Regions from separate parts of the Mus musculus genome. Here region 2 is linked to region 1. Evidence: chromatin contacts called from public HiChIP or PLAC-seq data. All regions are on one chromosome and are shown on one strand. Each heading gives the region's core, a stretch centred on a gene start, on an enhancer-like site or on the middle of the called end of the contact. The rest is flanking DNA. Distances are from core to core; before and after follow the strand shown.

Region 1 (4,162 bases), core at 771-3,270:
CCCCCTTTCTCTATTTTTCTCCCTTTTATCCTTTATGACCACAGCAAAGCCCTTGAGAGGGTAAACCTTCAAATGCCTCATAACTGTGTGCTTGGGCAGTTCTAGCCTCAGAGTCATGAAGACTCTCAAACTTCTCAGACCCCAGAACAGTGACACCAACACTGTGATTTGTTCATTTCTCAGTCTAAGGTAGAAGAGATATCTCTGTCACAGTGATCCAGCAAATGTCTTCAACTTTATGGTGATGCAAAACTATCCCCGAGCACTTGCACTGGTTTCCGTTTTGCTATGGCACTGAGTAAGTTACATGAACCACACAGCACATCATCATGATGTGCGCAATGCAGGCTTCATGCTACATGACTAGCTCTACCTGTGGGCTAAACTACGTGCTCAGAATACATATGATATGGCCTAGCTTAAGCATGACGTTCATGTGACTAGATGCATGAAGTGTGCTTTTAGTTTAATGATATTGCCAACTTAATGCACTTACTGTGCCCTACCGACATCCTGAGCCAAAATATAATGTAATGGCTCCCAAAGATGAAGACCAGGCCTACTATCCAGAAATGTATAAAAAACTTTTAAAATAACAATATAAGGGCAAATAGGTCAAATTGGGAAAAAAAGCTATACATGGAAAGAAAAATCTAAAGTGTTTTTCTAAAGACCTACAAATGGTCAACAACAAGATAACAAGCTGGCAAATATTAGTAACCATCAGGGAACCACAGTGAGTCGGCACTTCACACCCACGAGCAGAGCTACAATAACAAGTTCATTATAAAGTCTTTAAGTGCCAAGTATTAAGAATGCAAAATGCTGTAGCCCCTCTGGAAATCAATTGGCAGACCTTCAAAAATTGCAACAGATTTATCACATGACACAGCAGTAGAACAAAGTTCTATGTATAAGCTCAAGGAAATTGAAAACACATTCACTGAAAAACCTTATGAATATTCATAACAACATTGTGCATAACGACCTAGCCTGGATGGAAGGAAGGCTCAGCCACATACATGATTTCATGAGGATGAGTCTTTAGTCAGCTCATGAATTATCCATTGTGACTTTTGCCTCTTATGAATCAAAGAGAGCCTGCTTCATCAGCAGACAGACAGGCTGTAATCGTCGTTCCCCCCCTTCAGGATCTTGGGCCCCCAGTCAGAGCTGCACAGGTGCAACTGCAGTGTGATGACTGGGAAGGTACAGAGCAGAACTGCGCAAGCACAGTGGTGGCTGGGAAGATGCATAGCACACCGCCCTTGTACCTCTGCAGTCAACGGATCTCAGTAACCATAGCAATGCTAACGGAGTTAAGAACAGTGCCCACTCATCTTCCTTCTTAGATGCAACAGACTTGGATTCTGGAAGGAACAAGTCTAAATGTCCCCTGGGGTTTCTATGGAAGGGAAGGGAGATTCTGTAGTCAGTTCTCAGGGTCAACTCTAGAGCTCACAAGCAAAGCTACCATCATGTTTCCCTTTAATCAAAAACACCATTAAACCCTGTCTGAAGAAAAGCCCTTTTGGTGTTGATTGCTGTATTTCATGGTGAGACATAAATTGCTCTCAGTGTCCAACTTTACAAAGCAATTATCAATTGGTCTCTTTGAGTTGTATCACTAGGGCTTGTAGTAAAGCCCAAAGAGCTCGGTGTCTTCATTTTGGCATTTCCTCTCCCTGAGAAGGGTCTAAGGTCAGAAGAGAACTGAGTGGGTCTCCAGAGAACCAAGTCCTTGATAAGGTAGGAAGATAGAGGCAGGAGTGAATCTCAAATCTACACAACTGAGGCCAGCAATTCATCCACCAACCCACGCAGGTTAAGTTTGCTGTGATGGGGTAGCAAGACTACTATTAGCAACAAGGGAATTCGGACAGATGAAGCTAAACATTAGCATAGTTTCCCAGCCTGCCCACTCACACCCTGAGTTCCGTCCCACCAGGCCCTGCTCCAGCCACCTTCATTGGTGGGATCTTATATGCATTTGTTTCCTGTTAACATGACTCATCTCAAAATTACTCTGCCTTCACACGGCATGGGACCTTTCACATTCCCAGAAGGCTACAGCTCACCCTTTCCTGACTTCTCCTCATAGTGGATTCTGATTGGTTTATCTCTAAGTGTATGTAAATCAGTCACAGATGGATCCTTATAGCTTTGTTCTCTGTCTCTCTGCCATCTTTCCTGCAATGTGTGTGGGTTCTTAGCGACTAGAACTGAATGGCTTAGGAGAGAAGGGACAGAAACAAATGACCTTTGATTCATGAGTACTACCCATGTATCCAGCCCCTAAAACTGATGAGGAATTTATTTTGAGAAAAAATAATAATCTAAAAACAAGCAACATTAAGGATTGATGGGCTGAGGATGGAGAGATAGTTCTGTGGTTAAGAGCACTGATTGCTCTTCTAAAGACATGGAGCTCAATTCCCAGCCTCCAAGAGGAGGCTATGATTTGTAACTCCAGTTCTAGGTATCTGATTCTCTCTTGGGGCCTCCACAGGCACTGCATGCAGGTAGTACACAGACTTGCAAGCAAACACTCAAAGAGTTAAAAAAAGAAAGAAAGAAAAAAAAAGGAAGGAAAGAGGGAGGGAGGGAGGGAAGAAGGAAGGAAGGAAGAAGGAAGGGAGAGAGGGAGGGAGGAAGAAAGAAAGAAAGAAAGAAAGAAAGAAAGAAAGAAAGAAAGAAAGAAAGAAAGAAAGAAAGAAAGAAGGAAGGAAGGAAGAAAGGAAAAGAGAGGTGGGGACGGAGAAAGGAAGGAATGAAGAGAGGAGAGGCGATGAAGGAAAGGGATATCTGGTGGGAGGAAAGGAAGGAAAAGAGGCAGGGAAGGGGGAGGGAGGGAGGGAGGGAGGAAGGAAGGAAGGAAGGAAGGAAGGAAGGAAGGAAGGAAGGAAGGAAGGAAGGAAGGAAGGAAAGAAGATGGGACAAAAGTCAGTCTGTGCCTCCTAGTGTCCCACAGAGGAAGGGGTCAGACTACACCAACACCATCCTGGGTACTCAGGACTAGAGACAGCCCCTGTGACAGAGCCACTGAAGGGATGATCAATGTCCCTGGGGAGAGCTGTTAGGGAGGAGAAAACATTCTTGCTTTCTGCCTCTTGACTCTTTACTAACTGCAGAGTCTGCCCCTCACAGGACTGCTCAACTAGAGAGTAAAGGGCTTTCCTGGGATGAAGCCACCATCTTTAGCTCCCATACTAAGCCAGCATCTGTCCTGTCATCTACTACAGATGACCCCTTGGAGCCCAGAGTCCCCAAACCAACCACAACATGGCCTTTTGTCACCTGCCTATCTGACACAAATGCAGCAAGGGCTCTCCCATTCCTCCTCCTTCCTGCCTCCTGGCCCCACAAGTGTCTCTGTGTGTCGTCCTTGTGGCCTGGTATGCAATCCCTCTTCTTGAGGGACCTAAGCAATATAAGTATTCCCACGACATTTTCTGTGTCTTATCCTCCCGTGTGAATACTCAGTTGCCTCCATGAGTCAGAACTCTTGCTATCTTCTCCCTCTGCCCCTGCAACACTCTTGATGTTGACTAAGCCACAGGAAAAGTAACCCCCACTTGGGGCCGAGGCTGGAGCTGCTTAGCTCTCTTGGCTCTGGGCTATCGCTCCCACCCGCACCCCTTCTGCACCCAGGTGTGATGCCCTTCCTTACTGGACTGTTTCTTCATTAAACTACTAAGAAGTCCCAGAGTAACAGACTGTACCATGCGTACCTACCTGCACCCAAGATACCAGCAGAAGTGTGACTAGATTCATAGTCTGTCACTGAGATGTACCCATTATGGTGGGATAATGCACTGTCATATGTTCTCTGCACTGTGTGGGTTTCTGTAATGGTCTCCATCTGTTGTAAAAAGAAGCTTCTTTGTTGAGAAGAAAGAGCTATTCTTACCTGTGGGGATATATATATATATATATATATATATATAGAGAGAGAGAGAGAGAGAGAGAGAGAGAATGAAGTTAGGCATTATACTATTTAGGACAGTAACAATAGTAAGTTCTCTTCTGCTCTGAGCCATAGTCCATGATCTTACTGGCCACAGGTAAGATCCACAATTCCTATTCAGCCAGCCTTAAGTCCCTGTCAGATGGCAGTTGGGTACCTCCAAGGTTCAAGCGCTACTATTGTTCCCTTGAGAAT
Region 2 (4,057 bases), core at 17-2,516, 71 kb before region 1:
TAGAGGGGCTGATTTGATATCCCACTTAGAGCCGAGCACTCACAGCCACTTACATTTGGACTTTGACCAGTTATAACACCCAAGGTAGCTGCTGCCACTTGAAACAGGCTGCTCTGAGCAGTGGAGAGCAGCACTGATTGGCCTTGTGGTTGGCCCTCATTTGGACTTTCCTGTCCTGGTTCCCTCCACTGGGAGTTTTCTGTGATTCCCACAACATGCTAGGGGTGGATGGAGTGTCTTTAGTTCTTTCTTTTTCCAGTGTGAGTGAAACTTTCAGTAGTGAGGAAGAGTTTGCCCTTTTAGAGTGGCTCTGCTCTTACTTGTATTAGCAGGGAAGATTTGGATTGACTCAACATATTTTCCAAATTTTCTGGTTCTTGTCCCACATTTTACAAAGCTCTCTTTCACTTCTATGTCTATGAGACAAGCACATCAACGTTTTTAGACGTTTAAATTATCATCTGACAGCTTGGAAAATTAGAGAATGAAAATTTGGATATCATGAAAGAGGCCAAAGGAAGGTAATGAAGACTCATGGTAAAGAAACTGCTGCCCGGTTGCGGTAATCTTCAAATCAGAACGTTGTTCTCAAAACTATTAAGATTCTATAATTAAAATCCAGTTTTGTTCACCAATACTGAAAGAGGAAAAGTAGATGTTGAAGCACCCTGGTTTTGCTTTCTGGTAATCAATAAAATAGCCAACGATTTTTTTAAATGAAACTATCTTCAGCGACTTTACTAATTTCCATAGACTGTTTTTACTTATAAATAAATGTTATAATATTTACGCTGTAACTTCTTAATATCAAACTGTACAGAGTTTCATTTAAACTGAAAACAGAATTTCATATTAAACAGTCTCACATGCGTGAAACCTAGCATTTTCGGCAGTAAGGAACCCCAGGCTGCCTGCCTGCCTGTCTGGCGAGCTTGCTGGCTCCCTGATCTCCAATCATCCAAATAGCATTATATCTTTCACCATTAGGTGGCCACTGGGACACAGTCCCAGCCATGAGTAAGATGCTGTTGCTGTCCTCCAGCAGCCCAGCATGTGGGAAATGGAAAAACATGTACTAAAGGAGCTTGAAGGTCCTGGGGTGGCCAGCACTGCTTTTCTGTTTTCGGTGGAGTCGAGAAAGACAGATACTTGTTTGGAAAATCTGCCCAGTGAAGTCATGTGTCACTTCCCATTAATAAACACAGAGCTCTTCAGTTACTCATGTCTAAATCAGGTCCATGACCCAGGGAGACTCTGGCCTGCCATCCAGTTACTCATGTCTACATCCAGAAGTCAGTGACGGGGAGACTCTCCCCTGCCATGATGCATTTCACAACACGGACTCGTCGTCTTCAGTTTATTATTTTCTCTATTTACAATCCTGTCCTATAGAGCAGAGCCCATGGCAGCCCTCTCACCAGTGTGGGTCTGTGAGTTTAGCGCATTATGCATGGGACAGGAACCACTTTGAGGGACTGTAGATGCAAGAGAGAGTAGGCTCCCCTGTCATGGTGAGTGCTGTTTGGTGGGTGAGAGAATGGGATTCCCACTGAGACATCATTGGGATGATTTCCTTTTTTATTATATCCAGATGCTGTCCAGCATTCATATTAGGAATGCCAGCCATGCCTGTCGCTCATGTTGAAGATACAAAACGAGACAACAAGTCTACCACGTAGGGACAGGAAGATAGAGGATGAGTTAGCATTAGCGGGTAGAGCCGCATTTATCTAAACTCACCTCTTGAAAGCATCTGAGTTAGCATATTTATGTTTTCTGAGACCTCCCACTTTCTTTCTTGGAATAAGGTGCTATGACTAAGCTGAACAATACCAAGTTCTTTATGGTATATGATGCAGTCATTGGAATGGTGAAGGGTTCTGAGATACCCTCAACCTGTCTCTGGCCCCAACAATTGTTTTCAGGTTATTTCTGTTCTTGTGTAGCACACAGACAGTGACGATGTGACTCACTGGGTTTTCTATGGTGGCCAAAGCCTGGAACTTCTCTCAGGTGAGGCTACAGAGCCTCGATATAGACACCTCAGTCTTCCCTAGCCAATACCTCACCAGCAATGGTGTCTCTTAACGCAGAGCTCTGAGGGTTACTTTTTCCTCTTCTTTCCAACTTGTGAAATGACTCATGAGAAACATGTATTAGAGATTTGTCGTAGTTAAGTAGACACTGATTTAGTGCCTTCATTTTTATTGTATGAACGTATAACGTCTAAAAGTAATTTAAAAAATTGGACCATTTTACGTGACAGCCAAAGTTATTTTGCATTGAGTTTTGTGAAATGTTTTAAAAGTTAGCTAACAGTGTAGGACTGATATATCTCTCGAGCCTCTATTCTGTCTCACCTGTACATCTGAGCTTCTGTGAAGATGACAGGAGTTTAACCACCATAAGCTTATAGCAAATATTATACCAGAAAATGTATTGAGAATATCGATGTGATTTTATATGTGGATATCTGGTTACTCAAGCTTCATTTGTTTTTTTTTTTCAATTTTTTATTACATATTTTCTTCGTTTACATTTCAAATGCTATCCCAAAAGTTCCCTATACCCTCCCCCTCCACCTGCTTCCCTACCCACTCACTCCCACTTCTTGGCCCTGGCGTTCCCCTGTACTGGGGCATATAAAATTTGCAAGACTAACAATCTAGGCCATCTTCTGCTACATATGCAGCTAGAGACACGAGCTCTGGGGGTACTGGTTAGTTCATATTGTTGTTCCACCTATAGGGTTGCACCTATAGGGTTGCAGACCCCTTCAGCTCAAGCTTCACTTGTTAAGGGTTAGTTCAGCACATCTATATGGGACTCTTTCTGTGCTGGACTGTTTTGCCCCACTGATGGAGTTATCTGTTCTTTTGGCACTACAACCTTTTGATGATTATTGTGAGTTTCCACAAAGTCTTAAAATTGGGAGGTATGATCCTTCAGCTTTGTTCTTATCCTTAAATTCTGTGCACATTATTGTGGATCTCTTTAGTCTTCACACAAATTCGAGAGCCAGCGTTCATAGCCATAGAATGACATGTTTGAATTTTTACTGTAATTACAGATCAGGACAAGGACGGACACCATCCCCATGCCACTGGTTCTGCTTCCTCTTTCAGGGCATCAAGTGTTCCCCATTCACTCAGTTCTCTGGTTCCTTTCAACAGTTTAGGGCATATCAAGTTAAAGTTATTACACATCTTTGTCTGGATTCATACTCCTGATCTGTTTTTGAAGCCTCAATATAAGCTACACTATACTTGTAATTTGTGTCTGCTTTTCCTTGCTGGTTCATATAAAGCAATCGGTTTTGTATAGTAGCCTTTCATGTTGCAGCTTTCCTATGTACAGCCTATTATTTCCAGGAAGTGTCCTTGGTGCTTCCAGAGTTTCTCCATAGACAGTCATCTGCACACACAGACATTCTCCTCTCCTGTCATCTGAAGACAGTTTCTTTGGCTGCTTCCATGACTGACTTGGCTAGAACGTCTACTACAGAGTTGTAAATGATCAATGCGACTGGTCTTAATGGGAAAGTTTCATCTTTTGCAAGACTGATTATGAATTTAGCCTTTCAAGATGTTCTCTATTAAGTTGAAGGGATTTTCTTCTTGTTGTTGTTTGCTAGGAATGGGTGTTGGAGTTTACTGTGTTTTGCTTGCAGCTGTTGATAAGCTTATGTAATATTGACCAAGTGGATTGTGCCAACCATCTTTAATTTTTTTAATTTATTTTATGTGAATGGATGTTTTGCCTGCATGTGAGTGTCTATACCATATGAATGCCCAGTACCCATAGAAGCCAAAAGAAAAAAAATTAGAACGCTTGGGACTGGAGTTACAGATAGTTGTTAACATGGACGCTGGAAACCAAACCCAGATCCTCTTAAGGACTGAGCCATCTTTCCAGCATGCCCTCTGACTGACTTTGAATGTTGAACTGACTAGGACAGCGCCCACATGTCTGTGCTAGAGCCTATATTTTTGAAACTATGATTAATATTACTTGGTTGTAATACATAATTTATTTTGTATAATTATGGATTTTTCAC

What was found. HiChIP or PLAC-seq counts read pairs in DNA pulled down with a chosen protein or histone mark.
Region 2: a contact with region 1 is called in an H3K27ac HiChIP or PLAC-seq map of the NIH/3T3 cell line, with 2.7 times the contacts expected there. The contact joins two enhancer-like sites. A contact is called at or near these places in 1 of 39 promoter capture datasets (the 3T3-L1 cell line), 1 of 15 datasets of contacts at CTCF or cohesin (the NIH/3T3 cell line), 9 of 484 Hi-C or Micro-C datasets (the 3T3-L1 cell line, the AML12 cell line, cortical neurons and 3 more) and 2 of 115 datasets of contacts at active chromatin or transcription factors (the NIH/3T3 cell line and embryonic fibroblasts).

What each region holds. Positions count from the first base shown.
Region 1 is chr13:70,711,384-70,715,545 of GRCm38.p6, reverse strand. It overlaps Gm36607 (a long non-coding RNA gene), which reads right to left. Exons shown (of 5, transcript XR_382639.3): 4 at 3,736-3,910. Among named protein-coding and RNA genes, the nearest start is that of Gm36607, 7.3 kb to the right of the region's middle. Within about 2 kb of position 2,020, at least 55 of the 459 cell types and tissues checked have an H3K27ac peak or open chromatin away from gene starts, as enhancers often do. A contact at or near this core is called in the NIH/3T3 cell line, where this site is marked.
Region 2 is chr13:70,781,305-70,785,361 of GRCm38.p6, reverse strand. All of the region lies in intron 9 of Adamts16 (a disintegrin-like and metallopeptidase (reprolysin type) with thrombospondin type 1 motif, 16), which reads left to right. Among named protein-coding and RNA genes, the nearest start is that of Gm36529, 57 kb to the left of the region's middle. Within about 2 kb of position 1,266, at least 11 of the 459 cell types and tissues checked have an H3K27ac peak or open chromatin away from gene starts, as enhancers often do. A contact at or near this core is called in the NIH/3T3 cell line, where this site is marked.